3 separate regions of the Ovis aries genome follow, and regions 2 and 3 are each linked to region 1. Evidence: chromatin contacts called from public Hi-C data. All regions are on one chromosome and are shown on one strand. Each heading gives the region's core, a stretch centred on a gene start, on an enhancer-like site or on the middle of the called end of the contact. The rest is flanking DNA. Distances are from core to core; before and after follow the strand shown.

Evidence for each region. A called contact is a pair of places that touch in the nucleus more often than the background predicts.
Region 2: a Hi-C map of skin fibroblasts shows a contact between it and region 1, with 2.1 times the contacts expected there. The contact joins two enhancer-like sites. A contact is called at or near these places in 2 of 16 Hi-C or Micro-C datasets (blood and skin fibroblasts).
Region 3: a contact with region 1 is called in a Hi-C map of liver, with 6 times the contacts expected there. The contact joins two enhancer-like sites. A contact is called at or near these places in 6 of 16 Hi-C or Micro-C datasets (hypothalamus, liver, mixed tissues and 3 more).

The regions. Positions count from the first base shown.
Region 1 is chr25:6,881,262-6,885,570 of ARS-UI_Ramb_v3.0, forward strand. No RefSeq gene overlaps it. Among named protein-coding and RNA genes, the nearest start is that of IRF2BP2, 97 kb to the left of the region's middle. Within about 2 kb of position 2,225, at least 48 of the 54 cell types and tissues checked have an H3K27ac peak or open chromatin away from gene starts, as enhancers often do. A contact at or near this core is called in hypothalamus, liver, muscle and 1 more, where this site is marked.
Region 2 is chr25:6,994,417-6,998,725 of ARS-UI_Ramb_v3.0, forward strand. LOC132658655 (a long non-coding RNA gene) reads right to left here. Exons shown (of 2, transcript XR_009598568.1): 2 at 1-360. Among named protein-coding and RNA genes, the nearest start is that of IRF2BP2, 210 kb to the left of the region's middle. Within about 2 kb of position 1,890, at least 24 of the 54 cell types and tissues checked have an H3K27ac peak or open chromatin away from gene starts, as enhancers often do.
Region 3 is chr25:6,968,131-6,972,439 of ARS-UI_Ramb_v3.0, forward strand. LOC132658675 (a long non-coding RNA gene) reads right to left here. Exons shown (of 2, transcript XR_009598602.1): 2 at 3,713-4,309. Among named protein-coding and RNA genes, the nearest start is that of IRF2BP2, 180 kb to the left of the region's middle. Within about 2 kb of position 2,406, at least 39 of the 54 cell types and tissues checked have an H3K27ac peak or open chromatin away from gene starts, as enhancers often do. A contact at or near this core is called in hypothalamus, liver, muscle and 1 more, where this site is marked.

The sequences.
Region 1 (4,309 bases), core at 975-3,474:
TAATGCAAAACATGAGCCAACCCACTATCGCCGTTTGCTCTGAGGCCAGCCAGCCCATTTGTGGAAGTGATTTTAACCCATGACACCCCAGGACTCCAAGCTGGCTCCAAGATTCAGCCCAAGAATACAAGCTCAGAGCTGAAAGACACCTTCAAAGGGCCTCACGAAATGCAAAGCAGCTCTTTTCACCTCTGAACCAATGGTTTATAGTGTGTGTTAGTCGCTCAGTTGTGTCTGACTCTTTGCGACCCCGTGGACTTTAGCTCACCAGGCTCCTCTGTCCATGGAATTCTCCAAGCAAGAATACTGAAAGTGGGTAGCCATTCCCTTCTTAAGGGGATCTTCCCAACCCTAGGATCGAACCCTGGTCTCTTGTATTGGGCAGATTCTTTATCATCTAAGCCACCAGGGAAGCCCGATTGCTTACTGAAATTCACACAAGCACATCTTCTCTGCCCTTCTTGGGGCTGCTCCCAGTTTCTCTGGGCACCGCAGAAACAAAAGGGGGCAAAGTCATGCAATGAATCTCTGCCAAGCTAAATATGCCTAATGGCGCAGCTTTGCATCTGAAGTCAATGGGTGAGAGTCTCATTTCCGAACTCCTGGATCCAAAGTGATGCAGCGTAGGGTAGAATCCTTTTCTGCTGAGGGTTGCCCACTTCTGTGAGGTTTCTGAAAAGTGAATGTCTCATCAGTTGTTTTAAATCTCCCAGCACTGGGAGAGTAGGGGTGCTTGGGGGAGATCTGGGAGCTGAAACCACACAAAATCCCAGTGCAAAGTTGCAAGTCAAAGCCAATCACACTGATCATGGTCTGCTTACACGTGACAGCCCAAACTGCAGTGTTCTAGAGTGAGAGAGAACGATTCCCCGGTCAGGAGGATGAGTGTGACATGCTGGACTGGGCAGGGGGCATATGTCAAGAGGGAAGATGGCTGAGTTGGAATTCAAGGGGAACAAGGAAAGGCAGTTGGAGAGGCCTGGTTCCCTAGAGGACAGCCCTCGATAAATCTACCCAGGGACTGAAGTTTCCCTGTCTGTAATGCCATTGGACCCCAGCTCAGCGCCCACCTCCTTGACAGTCAGCGAGAGAACCCTCACTTCATTTGGGAAGGAAAAGGATGACTTTCTGAAATCCTAGAGCCTCCTATCCCTGTAATGACAGTCACCCAGCTGGAGGACTGTTTTTCTTTACAGAAATGTGATTGGCCCAAATCTAGAGGGTCCATATTCCCCAGGCTTTCTTTGCTGAATCAAATGCAAAGGGCTGAAAAAGGCAAAAGCTACATGTTGGCCTTGAAACAAACAAAGAAGCAAACCCCAAGACATCCTAGTTGGATCTGAACTTGAATTCACCTAGTAGAAGGTGAATTGTTATTTTAGATAGTCCTTGAGACACCACCAACAATCCAGAAATGAATTTGCACTGAGATTCCTCTTAAAAGATTTCATTAAAAGTGAAAAAAAAAACAAACAAACAAAAAAACAAATGGAGAACACCCAAGGAAGCCCACAGACCTGCCGGAAGAGGACAGAGGAGTCCAGCCCCAGCTCCTCGTGCCAATAGATCTGATTCTGCCTATTTAATCATCAAAAGAGGGGGAACCCTCTCCTCTGCAAAAGCCAGCCTGCCCCACCCACAGGTGGGGGAGCCTCCCTGCAGACCTAGGATGCTGGCGAGTGTCTGGTGGTAGGAAGTTGTCTGCACCCTGCCCCTGCGTGGCCATAATGAGCCCGTTTCAATTGAAATGAGATCAATACTACTCATTTTTTTCTTGCTGGCTCCCGAGTGATTCATGAATCTGAAAACTAGTTCATGAATCAGAGTTGGGGGGGGCAGGGCGGGGGCGGGGGAACATTTGTGCAGTCAGCGAACCTCGATTCCTTTCATGAACCCAGACATTAGTTGCATAACGCTTGCCTGCCTGCTGGTTGAAACCAGCCTTTTCGGAAGCAGCTTTTGGCTTCTACTTGTTCACCTATTCTCTTTCTTGAAAGGGAAAGAATGACCCTAGGTGCTGCTTGTGTGTGTGTCTGTCTCTCTCGGGGGGGTATCTCCATACCCTTTGTCTGTGTAGCCCTGTGGGTGTGTGTGCCTGTGGGTGTGCGCATGCAATAGTCTTTGTGTGCACATCGTGTGTTTGTGCGTGTGTGTGTGTGTGAACCAGCAATGTATGACTAGCCGCGGGCCCTTTAAACCTGAATGGCAGCCAAGTTCATTTCTCAGCGGTGCTTCGTAAGGAAGCACGAGATGGGGCAGTTGGAAACCACAGCCCTGCGAGTGCTGATTACAGCCTGCGAAGGAAAATGAGATTTTTATCTCACAGGAATTCAGTTATAAAAATAAAATACAACGTCTGGCTTGATTCAGCGAAATGGACAAGCGCCGGGGCGTGTGTGCATTTCACAGAGATGCCGGACAAGAGGCATGACCTCAAACAGTGCGCTTCGAGCAAGTCAGAGGAGGTTGGGGGGGCGGCTACAGGAAGGAAGTGGGAGTGGAGGTGTGTGTGTGAGAGAGAGATGGAGGGAGAGAGGGGGGTGGGAGGGGAGAGAGAGAAAAACCACCCTGCTGGCAAATGAGTGCAGCAAGGATGATGTCATTGGAAACAGTTGGAGGAGAGGGAAGAAAAACAACTCAGAGCTGGGCTAATCCTGTTTGCTGCCCTGAAGGGAATGGAAGGCAGCCAAGGCAGGGAGTTCTGGGAAAGCATATAAGGGTGCCAAACAGGCTTTGCCGCCAACATTAGGAACTGACAGCTTTGTTCTTTGTGACTTGGCTGCCCGCCAGAGGCCTCATTTCAGCTCTGCAGCATGATTACCCTGGACGGCCGCCAGCCCTGCGCTGAGAGCTCCTTTTCTTCTCCCCGAGCTTTTTTTTTTTTTTTTTTTCCCCTCCTTCCCTTTGCCAAACATGCAGCAGTCACCATGGCAGTCGAAAGTAAAGTTTAAAAAAAAACACAACAAAGTAGGGAGGCACGCCTTCACCCAGATGTGCCAAGAAGCAGAGAGAAAAGGCAGTTAACCTAGTCGTCGGGCCTCTGACTGCAGGAGAGAACACGGAGGCTGACTGTCAAGCCCCGGGGAGGCGACTCCAGGATAAACAGAGAGGACCTGGCCTGGCTGTTGACAGAGAGGGGCTGGCTCCCAGGCCCTGTTTGCCTTCTCTTTCTCTCTCCCTTTTCCTGAGGCATTGTGGAGTGCGTCATGTGAAACGGAAAATGTCATGATTTCCACTGGGAATGTGTCCACGGTTCTGAGAAAGCTCCAGAAACCCCGGTCCACCAGGCACTGAGGGGAGCAGGAAGGCGGGGAGAGGGTGTGGACGGTCACAGTGGCCCCCTAGTCACCGAGGCGAACCCGGGGTGGGCAGGTGGGCAGGTGGCCAGTGGCCACGGCTGAGGGGCTCTGCTGGTGGCTGTGCTGGGCGCCGGGGTGTTGCAGGGGAGGGCACTGGGGGATTTGGTGCATTTGGGACCCCAGCCCCCAGAGTCCCAGAGGGAACCCAAAAGCCACGGCTGATCCTTTGCGCCACTTGGAGGAAACCCACGGTTTTGCTTTACAAGGGGACTCTGTGATGAGTCCAGTGCCGCTATTTTTAACCGGGGTCATTTCCCACCTGCTTGGAAAGTGGAACATCTCCTGGGAGGCGACACATCGTGACCATCGGCAAGTCTCCAGGCAGAGAGCTGCCAGGTTACATACGAGTGGGACTTGGTTGCCAGCCACCACCCCCCGCCCTGCCCAGAGCAGAATCTGACATCCCCACCCCCAGATGCTGGGAAGGGCCTCTTCTGGTTCTAGAAGTTTCTGCCACAAGGAGCAACTTGGCCGTTTCCTGGCTCCTTTATTTGGAAGAAGGCAAGGCCACAGCAGGGGCTGCTCTCACGGGCCTGCGGAGACCTCACTGTGAAACAGCTGATCGTTTCCTTCCGATGCCCGCCCCATCCCAACTCCAGACCCTCTGAAAGAGGCATTCACTTTCAGGAGCACGCGTGACCACCTCCTAGGTCCAGGGATGGAAGCAAAGGTGTCTAGGAGGATACAGCCCAAGGTTGGGTGGGGAGAAGCTCCAGGAGGGTCCCATCATCCTTACTCCTCGCCTCCTGCTTTTACCAAGGCTTGGCTGTCTTTCTCCGGCAGCCACATAAGGCTCCCTGGGAGGTTGGGAGCTTTGTCTTTTGGCGGGAAGTTCCCAAGGTAGGGTGACTCGGGCTTCCTTAGAGGGCACTTACCCTCACCCATCTTTGTGGGCAGAAGTCCCACACCTGGCTGCAACCCTGGCCCCCAGCCCCCACACACCCTGTCAC
Region 2 (4,309 bases), core at 640-3,139, 110 kb after region 1:
TCCTTCACTATCTCCCAGAGTTTGCTCTAACTCATGTCCACTGAGTCAGTGATGCCATCCAACCATCTTATCCTCGGTTTCCCCCTTCTCATATTGCCCTCAATCTTTGCCAGCATCAGGGTCTTTTCCAACAAGCTGACACTTCACATCAGGTGTCCAAAGTATTGGAGCTTCAATTTCAGCATCAGTCCTTCCAATGAATGTTCAGGATTGATTTCCTTTAAGACTGACTGGTTTGATCTTTCTGCAGTCCAAGGGGCACTCAAAGAGTCTTCTCCGGCACCACAACTTGAAGCATCAATTCTTCAGCACTCAGCCTTCTTTATGGTCCAACTCTCACATCTGTACAAACCTGAATAACTATGCAAAAAAAACAGCAACAACAACTGATCATATCTGGCACCACATACAAAGATTAACTAACATGGACATAGACCCAAAATGTAAAACATAAAAAGAATTTTTTAAAAAAGGGATATGTACTGATAACCCTCCAAATAAGAAAGAAGCCAGTGGAGGAGAGAGGATTCAAGTGGTCACAGGTGACTTTGGAGGCACACTGAGAGCTGTTCACTAACGCCTGCTCTGCTGGATGGCACAGTGTCGGGGGAGAGAGTGTGCTGGTGATGGACTTCACATCTGTGTGAAGACCAAGCCACCTCCCACTTCTACAAAGACGCCAGGGCTGGCTGGTGGTCAGAAAACAGAAGCGAGGCTCAAACCCCAGAGACAAATGAGGAACTGTCAAGTCAAAACCAGAGTCCACTGGGGAATGAAAGCTGTGTGCTTGTGTGGTAAGCCTGCAGAGAGGTGCTTGTCTAATATTTTCCAAGACCTAAGCTTTTTTTTTTTTTTTTCAAAATCCTATACAAGGAAATGTTACAGAGGCCCCGTCACAGCAATTGCTTCACAAACGTCGCATCAGTTTCCGTGGTAATATTAGCATTTAACTCTACTACAGAACCGATGCAGACATTCTGGAAACTCGAGCAATTAATTTCCGTTTTCAATTCTACACGATTCATTGATGTATCAATAAGATCCTGTGAAATTGAAGAAGGTAATCAGTAATATTATTTTAAGAAGAAATGACTAAAATTTTTTTAAATGAAAAGAATTTTTTTTCCTATTCGACTTTTTGAAAGCTAGTATAAGCTGGACCATTTCTTGATTAAGTAGCATGAGTGCATTTATCAGTGGTATCATTTTCTGATTTCTAACGACATTATTCTCTGTACATTGATATCCTAACAAGAGGATGTTTCCCTTCCATTTGTAGGAGATATTCACACTTTATCCCAGGCTGTCTTCTGGAGTGAGACTATAACAGAGATCAGACCAGCCCTTGTGGAATGTATATTTTGGTGGAATAAGTAGCGGACTCCATCAATAGAAGGTTGGGTTTGAGAGTTTGGGATTAGCAGAGGCAAACTATTATATATGGGATGGATAAACAAGGCCCTACTGTACAGCATAGGGAACTGTATTCAATATCCTGTAATAAACCATAATGGAAAAGAATAGAAAAAAAAAAAGAAGTGAACCCAAGAAAATGAGTTCTTTTTCTCATGGCAATAAGCTGCCCAGAGCTGACTCCTGCTCAGCAGACCACACCCACTGTAAATTACACATTTCACTGCATAAACAAGTGCCCCAATAATACAGCTGGGAAACTTGACCCAGGTCAAGTTTCAACTGACTTCAGGTCTTTCCCTAAGCCCAGTGAGGGCTCCCAGCACATGACAGATCTCAAATAGAACCAGTGACTCAAAAGCAGTTGGTGAGATGGCCCTCTGGCAAGAGTCTGATTGGCCCCAGTGGAAAGCTGTTAGACAGCCCAGCTCAGAGCCCGAGTCTGGAGGGAGTCCACAGGGCCTGGTTTCTGGCAGGCAGCTGGGCTGAAGGAATAGCAGGTCTCTCTGCATGATCACACGTGAAGCCCTGGGAAATGCACAGCCTAGGGACCCAGCAGGCTCAGGCCCACCTGCGAGCTTCTGACCTCACCACACCACCACCCACGGAGGGAGGCTGTTCGGTGTTTCCAGGGAGTAGCAGCCTCTTAAGCACTACAACAATGTCAGCAGACTTAAATTGATTAATATCACACATTGTGATGGACTCTTCCAAAAAAAAAAAAAAAAAAAACGGTTCTAAAACAGTTGAGCAATTGCAGAGCTGAGGGCATTAGGAAAAGTTGACTATCTTACACCAGGCCAGCCAAGCAGTGAATCAGTCAGGGACAAGGCTGAGATGTTCATTTTTGTACAACAGATTTCCTTCGATTAAAAAAGCAATGGGCGAAGCAGACGAAAAAGGACAAATACCACATGATTCCACTTGTAGGAAGTACTGAAAGGAGTCCAGTTCATAGAGACAAAGAGTAGAAGGGTGGTTACCAGGGTGGAAATGGGGAGTTGTTATTTAATGTGTACAGGGCTTCAGTTTGGGGAGATGACAAAGTTGTAGAGATGGATGGGGTGATGGTTGCACAACGAGAACGTACTTGCTAACACCGATGAATGGCTAAAATGGTAAGCTTTATGTTACGTCTACTTTATCATGCACACAAAAAGTTGTGGAACTAGTCATTGGGATTGTTTTTTGGCTGTTCCAAATGTGGGATCTTAGTTACCCAACTCAGAATCAAACGTGTCCCCTGCGTTGGAAGCTTGTAGTCTTAACCACTCCACCAGGGAAGTCCCTCATTGTAATTCTTTAATTAGATCATTTGAAGATTAGTTGGGTCTCATTTAGTACTTTCTTTCTGTATATGTGCTGGCCTCCCCACAAGGCATTGTACCTTGGGATTGATAAGGGCAGGGACTATTTATAATTTACCTTTTTAGACCCACAGAAACTAACACAAAACCTGAAGGAGCATAATACTAAATAGATGTTATTTGAACCAAAAAAAAAAAAAAGGACAATCAGAATTTCCTCATTGACAAAGGTCATAATACTACATGGTGTTTTTTTTTTCTAAAAAGATGTTCACAGAATAGTAAAAACAACAAAACCAATAAATGTTATCGAATGTTTTGCATTCAGAGTAAATAAGGTTTTTAATCCAAAACAACCAAAAAATCAGTTGTACTTCAAGCAAATGATTTTTTAGAGAATAGCAGAAAAAAAATAAGAAAAAAGTTAAGTATATATATATATATATATATATATATATATATATAGAGAGAGAGAGAGAGAGAGAGAGAGAGAGTCATACTGAAAGTTTCCTACCTAAATTACCCATGTAGCCCTGACTTTAATAAGAAGTAAAAATGATGACTGCATGGATAAATGAATGACTTTCCTTCTTGGTCCACAGGGCTGTATTTTCCCTGTCTGGCTATCAGAGCATTCCATGCCACGAGCCTTGCAGGTCCTTGGAGAGGTACTGCTGCTGCTGCTGCTAAGTCGCTTCAGCAGGAACCAACTAATGTCCTCCCAGTTTAGATATCTCTTTCCTGGGTAGCTCCCTTCTGCAGGGTGAGACAGGAAATGATCACCAGCTGCCCTCCCAGCTGACTCAGCCATGAAAGCTTTTATGGGAATCTGTCTTCACTTCTCTGGTGCCTCTTTGGGTGAAGACTTTCTCATTTTCTGATAAACCAGAGCTTGAAGGGGCTGAAATTTTTCAACAGCTAAAGGAAGAAACAGCAGAGAGAAACCCTGGCATTATTCGAAGCTAGAGAGCATTCGTGGCACAGGGAACCGAAATGCCTCTCTCCTCCTGTTTTCCCTTCGGTGCTGAGCAACCCTCTTGGTGTCCTCAAATTCCTAAGATTTTTTTAAACATCTCACATTTTGATACTAAATAAATCCAGCCATTTGTGCACTTCAGTCATTTTTAGCAAAGAGTAAGTACATTAGCTGTTTTCTTTGCAGAACAAAACCAAAGTCTCATCTAAATCAAAGACACCTATAAAAATAAGGAGCACTTTCTTATAAGTACAAAAGAACCACCATGAATTTGGCCAGGGCTCCTGGCCTGCATCATAAGATGTTTCTAACATCTAGAGAGATGTCAAAATATGTTATCATAATGAGAATGCTTTTTCTGAGCTCAGAAATTCAGAATGACAGGAACTATCATTTGTGGCAATATCATGAAGGAGAATCTAACAAAACCTCCAGCCACAAAATACCTAGATATGATGCCTACAGAAATAACAAACATGGTTTTAAGAGCGCAGCTGAGATCAGTAAAGGAAATCCCTGAGACTGGAGCAGGTGCTGACAGTTTGGCTGCCCAGGCAATGGGAGCTCTGGCAGGGAAGAAAAGTCGCCTTGAGTTTCATAACCACAGGCCACA
Region 3 (4,309 bases), core at 1,156-3,655, 87 kb after region 1:
CTCCCTTTCCCAAAGAATGAATCGCAGCCCCTCGGGCTGGTACAGCAGGTGCTGTGAAATCTGGCTGACAGGTCAACTTCAAGGTGATCTGCTTGCCGAGGCTTCTCCCTGCTCCACTAATCTCCCATCGCACCTCAGGTGCCTGGTAAAGGTAAATTATTATGACTAAGTGCATAAAGCAGGAGGGTCTTTGCACACCTGTAATTATTCCCTGGCAAGACTCTACAGAACCGGGGAGTTTCCCAGAGGGCCGGTGGGGACTATCCAGGCAACATCTGGCTGGAGGAACCAAGATTCAAACACAACACTGGATGCCTGTTTTGGGGAATGACTAGAAGACTCAAAGTTCCCAGTCTTCTAAGCTGTGATAAACCTGGCTGGGATGCTCACACATGCCAATAAATGTCTCAAAGTAAACAAAACCTCATCCCCTTCCAGCTGCACTGTCCCAGAAAAATAAAATGGGAGCCAGGGGTGTCATTTTTAATTTCCAATCACCACGTTTAAAAAGAGAAACAGGTAAGATTCCCTTTGACAACTTAATGGACCAAGAATATTATTTCACCATTAAATATAAAATATATCATCTATAAAATATAAAAATTATTCATGAGATTTTTTTTCCCACACTAAGGCTTCGAAACCCAGAGATCTGTAGTATTGATGGCATATATGAATAACATATATTTATGGCATATATGGCATATATGAATTTCCACCTGGAGTAGGAAATGACCACCCACTCTTGCCTGGAAAATTCCATGGACAGAGGAGTGTGGTGGGCTACAGTCCACGGGGTCGCAAAGAACTGGACATGACTTGGTGCACACACACAGCACGTGAACATAGACCAGCCACATTTCGAGTTCCCAGGCACCATATTAGACAGATAGTCTCTGAAGATGATGTTCCCCCCTCAAAACATTGTGACTTTCCTGAAACATTTTCCATAGAATAAATGAAACTGTGATGCTTGACTCTTACTTGATTTAAAATGCTCGCATTCCTAATAAGATAAGAATTTCTAAAAACGTCTTTTGAAGCGTACCAAGCAGCCTTGGTTGGCCCTTTCCTTCTAGTGCTGAGAACTGCGATCAAAGCATCATATGTTAGGCTAATTAGTTTTTGCCCCTCACAATGGAAAAATAAATATAGCCAGATTCTTTATGAGAAAAAGTTTTACTTATCAGGAAGCTGTAGTATTTATAAACTAATATGAAATAAATGTCCTCAAGACATCTAAAGCCCTCATAATAAACAGATCTCAACAGGAAAAAATGCAAATTCATAATCAAAATTGTAGATATCAACTGCCCCATTGCTTAGGGCTATTCACCAACCTATGATTGAACACCCACATGTATTCGCGTGTTGTCTGCCAGGGACCCTGGGCACACAAGCTGCCCTGGAGGCGAGCAGGGCCTAGTGACAGCCAGGCAGACTGAGAACGCAGGGGCAGGAATGGCCTCGAAGCCAATGTCTGCCCGAGAGGCTGCCTGGGTAGAAGACTCTAGGCCTGGATCCAGGGCTATGGCTAGGAGTTCTGCGGGGAGGAAGGCAGGAAGGAGGGACACAGGAAGGGAGTAGTCCCTGGCTGTCAGGGAAATGCAGGCTGTTGGTGAAGCACAGAAGGAAGCTTCCAGAGTGGGATGGTCAGGACCAGTGCCGCCCAAGACCAATACAACATGAGTCTTACATGCAGCATTTATTTTTAGTAGCCACATTAAAAGGAACATAAAATTAATTTTAATAACATATTTTATTTAACCCACTTTTTCCAAAACGTGATCATTTCAACACGTGCGTACTTCACGTTCTCTTGTCACATAAGTCTGCGAAATCCCGTGTGAAACTTGCCATCATAGCACATCTCAGTTTGGAGCAGCCCCATTTCCAAGGCTCCAGAGCCACAGACCCCGGTGGATGCCATATACGGCTGCGCAAATCTAGCTATGGGTGTGTGTAGTAGGATCCATAACTTCTGCTTGGATTCTTAAGTCCAAGAGAGAAGTCAGATCAGCTTAGAGGGAGCGGGCTGGGGACACAGAGGGAGATCAGGTCATCCAAGCCTTTGGAGGGGCCAGCATGCCTGGCTCTGCTATAACCAGAGATTGAATGAGAGGCACCAGCTCCTCTCACGCGTCCCCAAGGGTGTCTGTGCAAACAGTGTCAAGATGATGCAGAGCACCGAGGAACACTCGCTAAATTTTGCCAAGTGCTTGGACACCCGATCACAAGGGTGACCCAGAAAACTGCCAGTGCACCTGTGATGAGGGGCTTGGCGCGGAGCCCGGCGTGGAGGTCACCTGAGGTCACTGCCGGAGGCGGGGAGCCCAGCGCCGAGGCTGCCTAATGTGGAAATGTTTGGATCCGAGCGGGGCAGGCGCTGGGGGCAGCCTCCAGGCCGATGGGGAGGAGACCTGGCCGGCGGGGGCCGGAGCTCAGCGCTGACAGTATCCAGGCGCGCAGAGGACCACGTGGTCCGCAGCGCCGCGCCTGCCAAGACCCCGACAGCGTCTTTCCTAATAAGTCTGGCGATGCCTGCGTCCTTTCTCTCTCGGCAGAACAACCTCTCGCCTGCTCCCAGGTCTTATTTAAGAAGAGCGGGCCGCAGGGGAGAAAAGCAAGCCAAACTCAGCAGAGGTGGAGGCCAGCTTTCCTTTCCCCAGGCTTCCCCTCTCCGCAGAAGATCGGCTTTGTGAATGAATGAAGGGATACTTTCTCCAAGATGGCATACTCCACGCTCCCGTTGTTGAGTACGGGGTGGGGGTCGGCCCCCCCTCCCCCCGCCACTTCCCTGAGCATTATCCTCTGCTGCTCCTGCCTACCCCTCCCTGCAAAGGCACCGCCCCTCTAACTTCAGAAAGAGGTCACCCTCCCAGCATCTGGGTCTGGCTTGGGAATCCACGCTTCCTGGTTGCCTCCCAGCCCCACACAAGGGAGGGCAGGATTACAACACGTGTGTGTTTGGGTCAAAAGGAGCACTTTTGAACTATGGCTGCAAGAAAGAACAGCCTGTACAGCCACCCCGAGTCTCCCAGCAACAAAGAATGTACAACAAAGAATGATTAGCCCTCACTTGCAAAACAATTTTTTTTTAAAGAGGTGCAGCGTGGTCTGTTTACGGGGTCGTGGAAGGAGAGTAGTTGGATGGAAAGGCGCCCTCCCTGGACACCAGAGGCCCAGCGTCATTCCCGCTAAGGGGGTGGGGGTGGGGGCGGTTTGACCTTGGCTTTTACTCAGAAGCCCTTGTAACACGATTACCGATTACTGTCGGGGTTTTGCAAGCTTCCAGACCCAGGTGTGGTTGAAGGTCAGCTGCTGGCGGACAAGGGGCTCTCCAGCCGTTGGGAGAAGGTTACAAAGAATAATTTTCCTGTCCAAGGGCTTGTAGATGATTAACATGTTTCTTTCTGTTAACCAGAGAGTTAATAGTCATTCCAAGCACTCTTTGATAATGGGGGCGGAGGGGAGAAAAGGAATACTGTTAACCATTAATCGAGGAAGATGCCGTAAAAGTTAGTATGGAAAATACGCAATTTGGGAGAGGAATTCACAGGCAAGGCGAGCCTGGTGGGGACAGAGGAGGAGAGGGAGCGGTGAGGCCATAAAGTTCATGCATACTTAGAGTGGGGATTTTTTTTATCCTTTTCCTTGTTACATTACACTGAGGGAACAGAGTAGGGATAACAAAATAACAAACACGGGAACATTATAAATAAAGCCAATTTTATTGGCTCTTTTTCTCCAGCCTCCCACAGCTGAGTGTGTCCTCTGCATGACTTCTTCTTTGGGCCTCTTTGGGGAGGAGAGGAGCCCAGACACCCCACCTTCCCTTGGAGAAAGCGTGACCAGAAGGCTCACCCTAGGAAGCCTCTCCTTAGGGCCCCCTTAGCCAGGGCCTTCATCCGCGACTCAAATCATCCTGCTGGGCCCCTGGGCAGCCTCACCTGGAGGAGAGGCTGCCCATTCGCTGCCCTGGAGAAAAGTAGTGTCGGCTTGTTGCCAGGTTATGACACAAGGCCCTGGTGCCCATGAGTGCTTTCACAGCAGGCCTGGCTCTGGACACAGGAGGACACAGGAGCAAAACTCTTGCTTTGCATAGGTTGCTCCCAGATACCCCAACAAAGTTTCTGGGTGCAGCACACAAGCCTGTGTATTTAAAAAAAAAACAAAAAGACAACTTTGTATCATGGATGAGGTTTCTACTTGATGCCCTGCACTTACTTTTATTGATTGATTGATTTGATTTTGGCTGGGTCTTTGATGCACCTTGACTTTCTCTGTGGCACAGAGGGCTCCTTGGCAG